Regions from separate parts of the Mus musculus genome. Here all the other regions are linked to region 1. The links are chromatin contacts, called in public Hi-C, HiCAR-type and promoter capture Hi-C maps. All regions are on one chromosome and are shown on one strand. The core of a region is the stretch at or near the end of the contact, and the rest is flanking DNA. Distances in the headings are between cores, read along the strand shown.

Region 1 (2,555 bases), core at 23-2,522:
AAAATAGTTCAACAGGGCATTAAACAGGGCAACACACACGGAGGGCACTAAACAGGGCAACGCACACAGTGGGTACTAAACCGAGCAACACACACCGTGGCCATTCAACAGACCAACTCACGATGGGCATTAAACAGGGCAACGCACACAGTGGACATTTAAAAAACAACAAAAAAACCCCACTTGAACGGATTTGTACTGAGTTCTCATCAGCTGTAGTACCGCACTGTGAGATCATCTCACAAAAGACAGAGCATACAGAACCAAGCCCAAACCGGGTGAGGCTGTGCGGCTGCCTGTGGGTCATTCGGTACCGGCTCGCGCCAGAACCCGTTGAAGCTCCAGCCGCGAGACCAGCCTGAGAACTAAAACCCTTGTGCAGCCTGCGAGAGGGGAGAAGGACCCGAGGCTCCAAGGCGTTCGGCTGTGCACTGTCTAGCTAAGGCAGTGCTCATTCTTAACGCACAACTTGAGATAGGGTGGACCGCGGCTTCCTCGGTAAACTGGACGCCCAGCGGGCGCCGAGCAGCTAGCAAAGCGCATCAGCCATTTTCCGAGCGTCTTTGGTAACCCTTCCGGAGAGGGCACGCCAGGAGGGGGAAGAAAAAAAAAAAAAAAGAAAGAAAGAGGCGGGCCTGCACCGGGGCCTCGGCCCAGAAGCCACACCCTCCGGGCTCGCCACCTCCCCATGCTAACAAAACGGAAAGCGGAACCCTAACCTCGGCAGAGAAAGCGCGCACTGGAGCGCCAATGAGCTTGCAAAGAGCCGCTCCAGGGCGCCGTATGCTCTCCCGGGATTGGCTGGGCCTCGTTCCTTGTACTTTTTTTATTGGTCAGACTGTCTTCTCTGCCGGCTAATTGTTTTATTCGTATAGGTACTTTTTGATTGGCTCTTCCTGGTGGGGCGGAGGAATGAGGTTTTGGAAATTGTTCAGCCTGGATTGGCGCATTTGAGCACCTGAGGAAGGGGCTTGTCCCAGTCACTCCCTGTCCCATCTCCCGACCCGTAAGCTCCCTCCCCTTCAACTCGCGAGTGCTAATGTTTAAAAAGAATTAAAAAAAAAAAAAAAAAAAAAAAAAAAGAGGGCGTGAGCGAGCGAGTGAGCCTCCTGCGCGCCAGCCCGGCCTCCTGCGCAGCGCGCGCCTCTGCGAGGACCCGCGCGAGCTGCCCGTGCCGCTGCCTGCGCTGTTTAAACTGCAGAACCCGTTAGGCCCCGGGAGGAACTACCGTTCCAGCTGGTTCCGGAGCCGAGCGTGCCGGGGGCGAGGGGCGGTCGCGCGGCGGCTCGCGCCTTTCGCGCCTCTGCAACGTGGAGAGGAGAACCGGCACTTTCCGTGGACGCCACCTCCAGCCGCGACGCTGGCGCGGGCGGGGGTTCACTCGCGGGGGTCCTGAGACTGAGGAAAACGCGCCAAGTTCCCCCTCGGCGGCCGTGCGGGGACCCTGCGGCTCGGGAGCGCCGCCACCGCTGTGCGCCCGTAGCCTTCCCGGCCGGGCTGCGCCGGGGATGTAGTGGTGCCGCGGCGGGCAGGACCGAGCGGCGGCCCGGCTCCCGCTCCGCGGACGAATGGTCACTCCCCCGCGGGAGGCGCCCACCAGCGATCCCTCTCCCGGGACGGCGGCCGGGCTCACCTGTCGCGCCCGCACTCTGCCCGGCTGGTCTCCCCGGCGGCGGCGCCGCGGACTCGCGAAGGGCCATGACCGGGTAAGGAGCGCCCGGGGTTCAGGGCCCGGGGCTGCGCGGCAGGTGCTGACGGTGGGGAGGGCCCCTTAGGCTCGGGCTGCGCTGCGAGGGACTGCCGGCGGGCGCGGCGACCCCCGGGGTGGCACACCCAGGACCCAAGTGCCCCTCTGCCCACGCCTTTCGTAATGGGAGAGGCTGGCCGGGAGAAGAGATGTTTGTGATCGCAGTGTCCTGGGTCGGGGCTTGCGAAATTTTACCGCGCATTTTCTTGACTTACAGTTTCTCCAGAAGTGTGTACGGCGCCACGTGTCTTAACCCTGCGCCCAAGAGTTTGTTTTTATTGTTTCACGTTTTTCTTGAAAGAAGAGTTGAATCCTATCATTGTACACAGATTTGAAAAGTAGTGGGACTGAGGATTCACGGTGTCATTTGGTCAAGAAGACTTAGGGCTAAGTTCATTGTGCGAAGCTTGGGTTATAGTTCTGGAGAGGCTTTTTTGACTGAAAGCTCTGAGAAGGGACGTGGAGAACATAAGATTGGGCACCCGGGAAAGTGTCGCGCTCTTGGTGACCATCAGTGCTGGCTGGCTGTTTAGAGGGTCCCAGATTGGGTGGCTGGCCGAGATGACGGCCGCTGTTTGAGCTGGCTGATGACTTTTCTCTCACTGGCTCCCAGGAAGACACCTTTCCGGAGTCATTAGTGCTTGGGGGAAGTCTGACAGTTTTGCGAAGGCTGGTTTATCATTCCTAACAGGTCATTTCATCAAGAACATTTAAGGGGCCAAGAGACAAAAATTTAAGTTGCAGATAAGATGGGAAATTTTGCCAGTTGTCCAGTTTTTCCTGAGTTGGTTCCCAGAAATGGTTTCCC
Region 2 (2,555 bases), core at 16-2,515, 2.7 Mb after region 1:
GAGGACTTGGACTACTGGATGGTTTCTAAGATGAAGGAAGATTCCACTGAAGAAGGTAAGAATAAGATGGATCTGGAGGAGTGAAAATTGGCCTTAGTTACTTGCAGGCCTGCGTTTATTTAAGGACCTAAAGAAATCCGGACCCACAGAGTTTGTAATGAATGAGGGGGATAGACGGACGCGGTAGTTTACACAAAATGTTAATGTAGTTTGCTACAAAGCAAGCAAATCTATACAAAAGTCAAAGATCTTACATAGGGATATCTCTAATCCTGATTTCTGGTGCTGTCACTCACTCCCGATCTCTACTATATCAGCCACACACTCTCAAAACAAACCACACAGGCACACAGGAAGAGTCGTCCTGGAAGGTAACCTCTCCCCATCCTTATCCCGTGCCCCACTTTTTCCACCAGTCCTTTCAGGCAAGTTTCCTAACAGCCAGCCAGGGTGATGGTGAGCATCTAGAATCTCCTGAGGCAGAGCCTGGGCCCCAAGTCACGACAGTGAGGAAGGGATGGACCCCAGATTGAGAAACAGGGCTGAGATGTCTCAGAATCCAGGATCCCCCGAAGAGTTAAAATAAAGGAGTTATTCTGAAGTAATCAAAGTGGGAGGGGGCTGAGACTAGGAGCGGAGTTCCCGGCCAGCGGGGCGGTGCTGAACAAACTGGGAGACTACTGGAATGAAGTTCTGAGTGGCAGGAAGTAGGACCAGTAGAGTCCGAGCTATGAGTGGCGGAGGCGGGATCAGTCCAATGGGGTGGAGTTCTGCATGGCGGATTGGGATCCGTGCTGGCAGGGACTGAGCTCAGCCAACTGGGGGCGGAGTCCGCGAAGTGGAGGAAGGCGTTGGGGGAGGGTCTCCATGAGCTGGAGGCAGGATTATGTGCCAGAGTGGCGGAACTGTGGGCCGAGCGGAACCGGGCCCGGCAGAGGAGGAGCTCAGAGTGGCAGGGATCAGAACCAGTATAGGAAATACTGAGTGCCTGTAGGGCAGAATCTGGCATAATTGGGTGTGAGGTTGTAATTGGCAGAATTCTAAACCAGTAGGAATCAGGTTCTGCATGGATGGTGGGATTGGGCTTCTGGGGGCGGGAAGCCACGGGATGGGGCGGAGTCTAAAATCAGGGGCGGGGCCTAATGAAGGGGCGGGGCTCCGTTGGTTGGGTAGGAAGTCAATACCGTCAGGGGGCGGGCCGGGCTTTGGATTCGCGCGCCGGCCCTGGCTAGTCTGGGTGTGGGCGGCTTTTGGAGAAAGCCGGAAGCAGCGACAGCCCCAGCTCCAGAGACATGGCGGGCGTTAAAGGTACACTGCGACCCTCGCCCGCGGCTAGTGGGTGGGGTCGCTCCTGGCTCCAGGCTGCATGGCGAGCAGCCTGTGTGCGGGTGTGCGAGTTCCTGCAGACCGCGGCCTCCCGAATGCGCGGCAGAGGTGTTTTGCGGAGCCTATAAACGCTCGCGCCCACGCCCACGCCCGTCAGTTCCCAGGCGGGGGCTTCTCCCGTGGGCTGTACGTTCCACAGTGGTCCCCTGGGCTTTTCAGTTCTCCGTAGGTCACATCAGGGTCCCACATCCTCACCTTCCTGCCCCGCCGCAGTTTCCTGTGGCTTACAGAGGAGCCTTTGTGTCCAGGATGTGTGTTGGAAACTTGGTCCTGTTGTTCCCTTACGGTTTTTCTCGCTGGGCAGAATAATTTCGGGCGTGTGGCACTTTGGAAAGTAACCAGAAATACCCTATTCGACGCAACCTTGGGGCTGCAATTAGATGGGATTTTAACAAGACTTTTCTTGAGTGTTTACTGGTCTGTGAACAGAGCAGTATGTGCTGTTTGTGTTCTTGAATGGTGATGAAAGGAGGGTACCGAAAGATTATCACCCTGATCTGTGTGAATGCAGAGCTTTGGGCGTTGGGTGGGGACAAAGTTACTGGAAGGCTTCCTGGTATTTGGATTTCTGGTCATCCGCACAGAGAAGACTTAATTTATCTCTGTGTTGGACTTCCTTTCTTTGAAAACTATCCACAAAGACCTTCCCACTCACCAACATCTGTAAGATGGATACAGTGTATACTCATGTGGATGCACTGTACATTATCTGTGCACAACTAGTAACAGACATAGCTAACCATTTTGGGGGGACTTTTGTATTTCAAATCAAAGTAAACATGGTTTACTTGGGCAATGTCCACTGTATGACGTATCCATTTGAAGACAGTGTAGAAAGCATGTAAAATTGTGTCTCACTACTACAGAGTGTTCAGTCCTGGACAGAAAGTACAAAGTAGCAACAGTAATTTATGGGCCTATGTAGTGAAAAGGAACAAAGGCTATGAAGTAGACAAGAGCACAAGGAAGTAAAACTTTGCCCATAATTCAACTGTTATTGAGAAACTATGCTGGAGACTTGGGATAAAAGATAAGTGAGAAGTTTGGACTGAGTTGATTGCCGAAAATAATTATATTGCTGTGTAAGAAAATGATGTGTGCTCTGACAGTTGAGAACATAGAGATAATATAGTGGAGGGAATCATGTTGCTCCAAAAGATATGTTTTAA
Region 3 (2,555 bases), core at 35-2,534, 2.5 Mb after region 1:
CATGGTGAGTTCAAGACCATCCTGGGCTGTGAAGAGAAGCCCTGTCTCAAACAAATCAAAGCAAAGGCTGAGGCATGTGGGAGTATTGGTTGGTATGTGAGGGGCAAGGAAAAGAAAGCCGCCGTTTGAGGTGGTGAGCAGAGTCGAGAGTATTATATCCTTGGCAAAGAAGCCCTGGGATCCTCTGTCCTTCTCTCTCTTCCTCGGAGTACAGCCAAAGTCATCCTTCTCTTCCTCCTCTTCAGGGCGCTGGCATTGGATGGAGCCAGTCAAGGTTTTAAAACTTTGGCTGCAACTATGGGGCCAGGATTCGATCATTTGTTGTTGTTGTATATCAAGCAAAAAGAAGAGCGTTGGGTATACAATAGATCTTTTTTTACTTTTTTTTTTTTTTTTTTTTTTTGAGATTAGGTCTCAATAAGTAAGTAATAAGTTCAGGCCCGCCCACAACTTTCTACTCTTGCCAGGGCCTGCAGTGAACACTGGTGTAAACCACCCTGGTTTAAGGGACAGTCTCAGGCGTTTTGATTCCCTCACAGGGATTAAAACAAAGAGATCTCCACTTTACACTGCTAAGTATATGAACGAATGGTGCGTACATATTCCAAGCCTTCCTCCATCGGTACCTGTAAAGGTTGCATAATAAAATCACACAGCCTAGAATTGGACACAGGGTAGGCGCTCAACAAGTTGTGTTTTTCCTTCCCCTTGACAATAGACCGGGTCCCCAGGCGGTTCCTTTCTCTCTGGGCGTCTTCATCTCCGTTCGCCCCCGCAGCCTCAGCCTGGCTCCGGACACGCCGGGAGGGGAGAGGAGGGGGCGCGGCGGCGGTAGCGTGGAGCCGGCTCCCGGCTTACGTAAGAAGCAGCGAGTCCCGCGCGGCCAGCCCGGCAGAGGCGGCGCCGCCCAGCGGGATCCGGGCTAAGTCTGGCCGCGCTCCTTTCCACCGAGGTGTGTGTCTCCCCGGCTGCTCGGGACGGAGGTGGGCCCCTCCAGTTGCAGGCAGCGGCCACTGTGGGGGGAAGCGACAGTCACCGAGAAGCGCCCGGAGAGCTGCTCCCACTCTGCCCACGTGCGGGGACCGGCAGGGGCTTCCCGGAGTTGCGCGCCTGGACTGGGCAGCAGGGAAGGACTCGGGTGGGTCTGACTGACCTCTGACCCCAGAGGGCCGAGCTTGCAGGCCGGGGGATGGGAGTGGGGGTGGGGTGGGGGCTGCGACGGTTCACCGGAGCGGCCGGGGCCCGAGGAGGTGGCGGAGGGCGGGGCCGAGGGGCGGGGCAGTCTTTAAAGCCTCTCCTTTCCCCTGTAGGGGTGGCAGGCGAGTCCCCGCGTGCGGAGGGTGTCGAGGCAGGGGCTGCTGGGCAAAGTGCGCGGGCTGCCGTCCTGGCCACCGCCAAAGCCATGGCTTCCAAACTCCTGCGCGCGGTCATCCTCGGGCCGCCCGGCTCTGGCAAGGGCACCGTTTGCGAAAGGATCGCCCAGAACTTTGGCCTCCAGCATCTCTCCAGCGGCCACTTGTTGCGGGAGAACCTCAAGACCGGCACGGGTGAGGAGCTAAGGCGGGGGGAGTGAGGGTAGAGACGAGTCTGGCGGGTTGGTCGGGCCGGGAGCAGGGCGGTCGCGGGCTCGGGTCCCCTCGGCGCCGGCGCCCTGCCCCCGCCCGCGTGTGCCCGTGCGGGCTTGTACGTGCCGCGGCGCATGCAGCCGGCCGCCAGCCTGCCCGCCCGCCCGCGCTGCTTAACCGCGCCCGGGGGAGGCCGAGGCTGCTCGGCAGCGCCTCGGACTGCACTGGCCGCACGCGCGTGGGAAGGGACCCTGCACGGCAGGCCGAGGGAAACGCGAGCCTCTCGGCGGGGACCCTAACTGGCCTCTCGTGCCGCCTGCCGAAAGCCGAGCCCCTGGGTTCCCAGTTGTGGTCCTTCTCAACCGCGGGTCGCCTTCCCCCGCGAGGAGACGAGCACCGCGCCGCCCACCTGTGGGAGTCGCGGCCGCTGGCGCTCTGGGACTCTGCGGCTCGCTCCCCCACGGCCTCTCGCGCGCGCTCCAGCCTGGAGCTAAGTGCTGCGTGGCGGTGAAAGGCCTGTGGTCGGTGCAGGCGGCCGCGACGAACTGTCCCTGCTAACCCCCCCCCCCCCTCCTCAAGCCCAGCTTGGCCGCCTGCAGACCCGGAGACTTGTTCTGAAAGATTGCATTTTGAGTGCAGCTTTGCTGCAAGTGGCCTTTTGAGGTTGTCCCTTGGCGGATGCGGTGAAGTTGGGGGTCTAGATCGCCCCATCACTTAGTCTTGCAAGTGTCTCCCTTCTCCCCTCTTCCTCGGTTCCAAAGAAGGTGAGTTATCCGCGTGCTACTGTGGGGCGCAGACCATCCTGGGATGCTGATGAGTGTTAATTAGCAAACCCCTTATGAAATGTGTTGCCCATAAGATCCTTCCCTATTTCTGTTCTCATTTGTGTGCACGGTGGTTATGGCTTGTTATGGGTTAATTGTTAATAAATCTGCATTTCAGAAGCACCTAGGATCATGAACAGGTGGGTGGAGGACAATGTTGGAAAGC
Region 4 (2,555 bases), core at 18-2,517, 2.4 Mb after region 1:
CCAGGAGGAGCAAAAGGCACTGCAGAAAACAGCTGTTAGGAAGAATTCAGGAGGCTCCGGGAGGAGAATGCTACGGGGGTTTTGGAAACCGGAACTTGAGGACACCCCCCCCCAAATCCTTTCTTCTTCCCTCCCTCTTGGAAGAGACTTGGGGCTGGGTGTGCCTTCTGCTTTGAGAAGCATTTGGCTCGGTAGAAAGGCAAGGGGCCAGGGTGCGGCCCACAGGGAATAAAAGCTTAGGCCTGGCTCTGGGCTAAGTTTAGTGGGAGATAGAGGAGACCGGAGAAGTGCAGGTCTGAGTGGAAGACCTACTGTGGAATTAAAAAAAAAAAAAACCCTCACTAGGGGCAGGGCGGGAGACACCTCTCTTTTTCAACTTAAACTCAACAGTTCATTGCCGGTGGGAAGAAGGGTGAAGAAAGAGACAAATTTTAACGTAAACTGTGAATTGCAACTTCTGGGGACTAGAGAGGGCTGACGTACCAACGCTATCAGCAGGTGAAAAGAAGCGCCTTTTACCAATTCTGGGGTGTCGAGGTCTGGCCAAGCTCTGGTGGGCAGGGCACTGTCTGGCTTCTTAGCTCACCTCGCCTCCAAAGCGGGAAGAAGCATAGGTGTGGTCTTTCTCCAGGAAGGTGGCAGCTGGCTTCGCGGGGCAAGGGAAAGGATTCCTCACCGGGAAGGCGGGGAGGAGCCCCGGGGTCAGCTGCGGCCAGGAGCCGGGGTCTTCGCCAAGTCCCCTCCCCCTCCTGAAAACCGACCTGGACTAGGATCGATTACAGCAACACCCTCTCGCCTTCCCAATAATTTCGCAAATAATAGTAATAAGCCCAGCCCCTCTGGCGCACGTTTAAAACAAACAAGCAAACAAACAAAAACCCAGAGCCCTGAGCGGTGGAAACAAACAGGTGAGTCCAGGGAGAAGCGGGAAAGAGTGGGGGATAAGAGGGGGGGCGTTCCCAAACGTAAGGGGAAACAGAGGTTCTCCCAACCTCTCTCCATTTTCCTTCCCCCTGCCCCCCAAGAGTCTGCGTGACAGGCTAGGTACCGCAAAGCCCACTCTGACAGCCTTCCCGCAGCCCGCGCCCCCGCCTGCCTACCCTAGGCTCCCGTGTCCAGGCTTCGGGGACCGCGCGGCGCTCGCCCGCACCCCGGCCCGCCACCGCCGCCGCGGGGACTCCGCTCTTCCTCTCTCCGCCTCCTCCTCGCAGACTCCTCCCGCCGGATCCGTCATGTAAACAACATCCCGGCTCTATTTCCAGCGGCCGCGGGACGGCGAGGGAACCGCGCCAGCGCCCAGCCACCGGGCGGGGGTGGGGGGAAAAGCGAGTGCGCCACAGCTCCGGGCCTGGCCCCGAGCTGCCGCCCCGCGCGGTCCGCCGCCTACCGGAGCTGGCGCCGAGCGCCCAAAGGCGTCCAACAGCAGCCTCCGCCCCCGCCGTCGTCTCCGGGCTCCGGGATACGGGGCCGGCCCGGGTGCGAGCGCCGTGCGCGCGCCGCACAGCCGCTCTCTGCGCCCCGCGGGCCGGCCAGGGCGCGCCGCCAGCCCGGGGCCGAGAGCGCAGCACCCGGAGCGCGCACACGGACGCCGCCCCCGCGGCCGCGCGCACCCCGCACCCACCTGCGCCCTCGGGGGTCCCGAGCCCCCCTTTCTTTGTTCATCCCGCTATTTGCATGAGGATTATCTAATGACGCAGCAAGGCTCGCCACAACGTGACCGTCGCCATTTTTCTGTTTTTATTCTAGCTTTGCCATGTGATAGATTGGGGAAGGGGGGGGGGGGGTGGAAAAGGGAGAGAGACAGGATTGAAGGAAAAAAAAAAAAAAAAAAAACTTCCGGGTCTCATGACCGGGAAGGGAGAAAAACAAAAGGGAGACGAGACACAACTCCAGGCGAAGGACGTGGTGCGTGTGCGCGCGTGCGCGCCGGTCTCTCCGTGCCCAGGAGCCGGAGGCTGGGGTGCTCCAAGCATCCTCCCATCATCAGGGTCCGCGGATCCTGGTTGTGCGGGCCTTGTGCTCCATCCTTCTGCTGGGTACCCGGCTGCCTGCCCTTGCCTGGCTCCAGTGGCTCAGTGGTCCATTCAAATAACAGAATCGGAAGACCGCTGCATTTTCTAAGTTGTAAAACAGTTCGCTCCGAGGACCCCCACATGGCGAGGGCAGGGGGAATCAGACCAGTTCAGATTTTCTTTCTGCTTCCTTTTCTCTTTTCCTAAAGCTGGACGCACAGCTTAGGGATGGTTTGTGGCGTTGCGGGCTTTTTGGTTTGGTTTGGTTTGGTTGGGCGAGGGCGTGCATCGTGGCTGGATTTATTGAGGTAGAAATTTAAATAAAAGGTTCAGTGCTAGGAAGGGTTGAGAAGACTGCTGCAGAGCTTTGGGCCGATTCGTGTTCTACCGTGTTAATTCACATTCACAGGACGTGATAGGTGCCCAGAGTTCACGGTTGCTGAAAGGATAAATGTCTGGAACTCTGCCAGGTCTCAGTGACAGAGTTTGGTGCTTTCGGTTACTTGTGTGTGTTCCTTCAAGAGCTTTCACTTTTGTTTCTCT
Region 5 (2,555 bases), core at 23-2,522, 2.4 Mb before region 1:
AAAAACACACAGGGAAGGAAAAAGAGAAAAATAAATAGGTTAAAGTAAATATGAAAAAAATATGGGTGTATGCCTTTAAATAGTAACAATCAGAAAGAGTCAGACATCACTAGTAGTGGGAAGTGACAGGGATAATCAAACATGGCTGGAGTATTAACTATCTAAGCAGAGAAAATAACTATAGATAAAGAGAAATATTATGTGGGAAGATGGTCATATACCGAAAGGACACTATTTCAGTCTTTCATGCACACTATGTGCACATAACAGTCTTTCCAATTCAAGCAGGAGAGCTTCCAGAATGGAGTGGAAAAACATGCAGACTTCCTGTGGAGCTGGAGACACCTTTCCCAGGGGTTGAAAAAGTTAGTAGGTGAACATTCAGCAAGGACTTACAGGACAAACAAAGATCAATAAGAAAACTGATTACTTGTAGAAAACTCCAATCAAGAGAAAAACACATTTTGTTTTCTTTACAAGCGCTTTAACAAACTAAGATGAGGTACCACTTCTGTACCCATTTCTGAAATTGAAAGGGATTATTTATCTAGATTTATTATCATTCCGTTAATATGCCATGGTTTAAAGACTTAAAATCACATACAGGGAGTTCTCTGACCCTAACAGAATAACAATGAGAGCAAAGCCCTTCATACAAGAGTAAATAAAAATCTCCAACTATTTGAAAATCGAACAGCTTATATCTTAAAGGAGGACTCACACAGGTTCTGAGTTCTGGATATCAGGTTGTGATCACCAGTCTTTGAACCTGGTCTTCTGTTCTAGTCTCAGTAAGTCCCCTGTTCCTGTAGCTCAGGATTAAGTCAGGACAGACAAAGCAAGACACCCGCACCCCTTCCTACCGGCTGGATTGAGAGGTGGGGCTGCCCAAAGTCCAACTGGAATATGTTGCCCACGAAAGGCAGACCCCAAGGCCCTGGGGGATAGTTCTTGGGGCGCCGGTTTTTGAAGTAATCAGCCAGAAGCAGGAAGGTGACTGCAGCCACCAACAGAGTCCTGGGATGGAGCGCTGCCCAGATCGTGGCTAACAAGGAGCCGGTAGCAGCGAGCATGGCTAGGACTGCAGCTGGTTCGTCTGAGGAATGAAGGTCTGAGCTGCGGCAAGTCCCAGGTGCTAACAACAAGGGCACCCTTCTAAAACCGGTCCCCTCAGTCCCTCCCTATCCCTTTCTGTCCACTCCCCTTTGCTCCTCTGGTTTCCTCCCTGGAGCTGGGCTCTCGCAGGAAGTGACAAAGCTTCTGAGAGTAGTTTCCAATCTGCTGGAACCGGAGAACAGGAGAACCCCTGATCACGTGCACAGAGCTCTTCTCTCCGCCCCTTAGAGCTTTTACCCATTCCTTCCCAAACTTCCCTCCCATGCCCTGCCATGCTTTGCTCTGCCCTGCAGATGCCCAGACTGCTTCTATAGTGGCTAGGTCCTTGGCACTGAGTTCCCACAAGAACATGTAGAAAATACAGTTTTAAAAGGCACCAGTAGATAGTAAAAAGTGAAACCAGGAAATCTCAAGGGGTCCCCACCCTAGAAAAATTATTACAGGCAACTAAAGGCTACTGAAAGGGAGATTTAGTCTTCCCCAGACAGGAGCCTTCTGTTTTTCAATACTAAGTGTCCAGCCCTGAACCCATATACATTTATATTCATGTGATATATATGTATATATAATCAATTAAAGAGGCCATCAATTTGAGAGGAAGTAAGTGGGGAGACAAGGGCAGGATTGGAGGGAAGAAAGGGAAGAGGGTGAAAGGGTGTAATTATATTGTAATAAAAATTTAAAATAATAATTGAGCAGGGAGTGGTGGCACACACCTTTAATCCCAGCACTCTGTAGGCAGAGGGATGCAAATCTCTGTTAGTTCAAGGCCAACCTGGTTTACATAATGAGTTTCAGGACAGGTAGAACTACTTAGTGAGACACTGTCACAAAAAACTCCAGCAGCAGCAGCAGCAGCAGCAGCAGCAGCAGCAGCAGCAGCAGCAGCAGCAACAACAACAACACTAATAGTAATACTAAAAGGCAGTCTAAGATAGATTGTTTTTCAGTCAATAAGTCTTTCCCTCTGAGGAGACAATTGTGGTGGTAAGGTTTGTGATTTGCATGAACCCCAGAAAGCATCACGGACATCTGGGAGCCTGTTCTATAAGCAAACTTTCCCAGTGACTGCAATGTACCTGAGAAACCAAGCTAATCCTAGTAACAGAGTGGCAGGCAACATCGTCACCTCCTTGCAACAGATCACTTTGTTTTAACAGAGCTGTGCTTCGTGCGCCCAGGAATGTTTAATGAACACTTGTTGGAAAAACACTTTTGTCCTGATCATTGTTATTACTATTTTTATTATTGTGGTTCTGGGGACTTAACTTAGAGACCTATAACAGGGCTATTTATTGTAAAAGTAACTGTTTGTTTGTTTGTTTGTTTGTTTGTTTGTTTTTTCAAGACAGGGTTTCTCTGTGTACCCTGGCTGTCCTGGAACTCACTCTGTTGACCAGGCTGGCCTCGAACTTAGAAATCTGCCTGCCTCTGCCTCC
Region 6 (2,555 bases), core at 39-2,538, 2.3 Mb before region 1:
GAATGTGAGCAATGAATAACAAACACTGAGCAGCTGCTGGGAGGATGATACAAGGATATCCAGGAGATATAAGAAAAGAGCAAAGAGGAATAGAGAGGCAAGTATTTGGAAAGTGTCTAAAAAACACACAGAGAACTCAGAATTTAAAAAAAAAATGGGTGGGAGAACAGAAGGAAAAATATGGGTTTAAATCCTCAAATTAGCAATAAATAATCAGACATAGCCAATCTTCACAAATACTGGAAAGTGACAGGGATGGTCACACATGGCAGAGTATTCACTATCTAAACAGAGAAAATTACTGTAGATAAGAAATATCACGTGGGAAGAGGGTCATAGAGCAGAAAGACCTTCCAGTCCTATACAGGTACTATGTACTCATAACCATTTTTCCAGGACAAGCGGGAGAGCTACAACAACTCAGTGGGAAAACAGGCAGACTTTTAGTGGAGCTGGAAACTTCAGTGCATCTTTCTCTGGATTAGATAAAGTCAGTAGGTGAGCAGTCATCAAAGATGCAAAAGGACCAAACTAGGCTCAATAAGACAAATCAGAGAACTGATATGTACACAGGTCAAGAGGAGAACACACTTTCAAAACAAAACAAAACAAAACTGGATAGGTAGTGTAACCAACATCTGGGACATCCTATTTCTTACTCCAACATAACGTGTTTATGAGGATAAATTATTACGTCATCAAATCTACCTTGACATACTTAAAAGACTTTAAAATCAGAGACAGTAAGTTTTCTGGCCATAAAATCACTCTGGGAATCTTTCATCGACAGATATCAAGAAAATCTACAACTGTTTGTAACCTGTAAGACCTTATCTCTGGGTTAGTGGGCTGTCAGCAACAGCCTTCGGCTACATCCTCGAGTTCCTGATGGCAATATACAGTTTCAGGATGCAGCCAGGCAGTGTTGCCTCTTCCTACCTGCTGAAGGGATAGGTGGGGCTGCTTGGGGTCCAAATGGAACAAGCAACCCACGAAAGGAAGGCGCATTGGCCCTGGCGGGTAGTTCTTGGGGCGACGGTTTTTGAGGAAATCAGCCAGGAACAGAAAGGTGACAGCAGACAGCAGCAAAATCCGGAGATGGAGCGCAGCCCAAATGGCAGCCACTAGGGAGCCGGCTGCCGCAAGCATGGCTGATATCAGAGCAGGCTCTTGGAGGAATGAGAATCTGAACTGAGGCAGTTCCCCAAGGACACTGCCTGTAGTTCCCAGAATGAACCAGGCCTGTGGTTTAAACCCCCAAATCGCTACAGGGCCCCTCCAATCTGTCGCCTGCAGACTCCTCCTCCCTGCTCTATTCACTTCAGCAACTTTGGCCCGCCTTGTTTATCTGCTTCCCTAAGTCTTAACAGAGCTTTGTCTCCAGAGCTCTTTCACTTTTACCCAGTCTTCCTAAGGACCCAAACATCCCCTTGGCCCCGCCTCAAGACTCTCCGTCACGCCCCTCTCCAAGTTCCAAGTCTTAGCCTTTGGAGACTATTCCTTTGGGGGTGGGGAAGCCACTTGAGCATGTATGGACTAGCTAAGAACCTTGCTCATAAACAAAGTATTTCTCTGGTTCTAGGCTTGTGATTTGCATGCAACCCAGAGAGTATCATGTGCATCTGATCTCCCGTTTTATAAACAACCTTTCACCACTGATTGCAATTTTCTGAAACAGGAACAGTATCAGCCCATGTTTCTGGGCTGCACGCCAGGGAGCGCTCTGGCCTCTTTATAAGAGCTCACCAGCTTTGAGTGCTATTCACAGTGAATTAAGTGAATCCACAGATTCTTCACAGAAAGAACACCCTGGTCTTGATTCTCCCCTACCCCCTTTTGTAGTGTTAGAGAACTGAACACCGCAGCCCTTGACCATGCTAAGAAGCCTTTCCATCATCACTTTGCACTCTCCCTCCCTCCCTATTAACTTTTAGGGTTAGTATATAATTTAGTGAATTTGATTAACGGGCACTTTCATGTCCATGTTTTTTCACAAATATTTATGCATATATTTGGCACTTTCCACTCATTCCCTACACTACTGTTGTAGGTCCTGCTCTTCCCCAGATTATCCCCTTCTGCATTTTGGCAGTGTACCTTCCTAAAGATTTGCTCCTTTCCTTCCATGGTTCCATTTCTAGTCCCAGACCCTGACCCCATTTACTCAAACACAGTTTAATCTAGGCTAGTACCGCAGAAAACAAGCTGTCTTCGCCTTTCTGCATCTGGTTTGTTTCATTTTCCATAAAGATCTCCAGCTTGTTCTCTCTCGGCTCTTCCATGAGAATCTCCAAGCACATTTGGTCTCCAGCATGGAACTTTCCACCCTGTGCCACATATAGGAGACCCTTAAGCCACATATCAGGCTAGACATGCATAGGCACTAAACATATAGATATACAGTCTGCTTACAAACTTTTTATTGATTAAAAAAGATAAATTGAAGTTTCTAACTCTCCAAGATCTTAAGAGGGAGACAGAGGAATAAGAAGAGAAACTTAACAAAGCTTAGCTTGTTTGTATTCTTTCAATCCTCTTTTGATTTTTTTCTTTTG

What was found. Promoter capture Hi-C pulls out the DNA fragments that hold promoters and counts their contacts. Hi-C and Micro-C count contacts between places; a contact is called where the count stands out from the background. HiCAR-type assays count read pairs that join an accessible place to other places.
Region 2: a Hi-C map of CD8 T cells shows a contact between it and region 1, with 4 times the contacts expected there. The contact joins the promoter of Leprot here to the promoter of Usp1 in region 1. A contact is called at or near these places in 2 of 39 promoter capture datasets (liver and pre-B cells), 4 of 484 Hi-C or Micro-C datasets (CD4 T cells, CD8 T cells and natural killer cells) and 2 of 9 other capture datasets (adipose tissue and liver).
Region 3: a promoter capture Hi-C map of cranial neural crest shows a contact between it and region 1. The contact joins the promoter of Ak4 here to the promoter of Usp1 in region 1.
Region 4: a contact with region 1 is called in a promoter capture Hi-C map of pre-B cells, with 5 times the contacts expected there. The contact joins the promoter of E130102H24Rik here to the promoter of Usp1 in region 1. A contact is called at or near these places in 4 of 39 promoter capture datasets (hippocampal neurons, liver and pre-B cells).
Region 5: a contact with region 1 is called in a promoter capture Hi-C map of cranial neural crest. The contact joins the promoter of Cyp2j6 here to the promoter of Usp1 in region 1. A contact is called at or near these places in 2 of 39 promoter capture datasets (cranial neural crest and liver) and 1 of 115 datasets of contacts at active chromatin or transcription factors (large pre-B cells).
Region 6: a HiCAR-type map of astrocytes shows a contact between it and region 1, with 2.9 times the contacts expected there. The contact joins the promoter of Cyp2j9 here to the promoter of Usp1 in region 1. A contact is called at or near these places in 1 of 39 promoter capture datasets (liver) and 3 of 115 datasets of contacts at active chromatin or transcription factors (astrocytes, large pre-B cells and pro-B cells).

Annotation. Positions count from the first base shown.
Region 1 is chr4:98,922,538-98,925,092 of GRCm38.p6, forward strand. It overlaps Usp1 (ubiquitin specific peptidase 1), which reads left to right and starts at 1,273. Exons shown (of 9, transcript NM_001301414.1): 1 at 1,273-1,706.
Region 2 is chr4:101,646,518-101,649,072 of GRCm38.p6, forward strand. Leprot (leptin receptor overlapping transcript) reads left to right here and starts at 1,266. Exons shown (of 4, transcript NM_175036.4): 1 at 1,266-1,308. The coding sequence starts at 1,293.
Region 3 is chr4:101,418,419-101,420,973 of GRCm38.p6, forward strand. It overlaps Ak4 (adenylate kinase 4), which reads left to right and starts at 1,285. Exons shown (of 5, transcript NM_009647.5): 1 at 1,285-1,547. The coding sequence starts at 1,403.
Region 4 is chr4:101,354,981-101,357,535 of GRCm38.p6, forward strand. E130102H24Rik (RIKEN cDNA E130102H24 gene) reads right to left here and starts at 1,268. Exons shown (of 2, transcript NR_040708.1): 1 at 1,101-1,268. The region is part of intron 1 of 0610043K17Rik (RIKEN cDNA 0610043K17 gene); the gene reads left to right.
Region 5 is chr4:96,552,379-96,554,933 of GRCm38.p6, forward strand. Cyp2j6 (cytochrome P450, family 2, subfamily j, polypeptide 6) reads right to left here and starts at 1,273. Exons shown (of 9, transcript NM_010008.4): 1 at 864-1,273. The coding sequence starts at 1,073.
Region 6 is chr4:96,590,197-96,592,751 of GRCm38.p6, forward strand. Cyp2j9 (cytochrome P450, family 2, subfamily j, polypeptide 9) reads right to left here and starts at 1,289. Exons shown (of 9, transcript NM_028979.2): 1 at 940-1,289. The coding sequence starts at 1,149.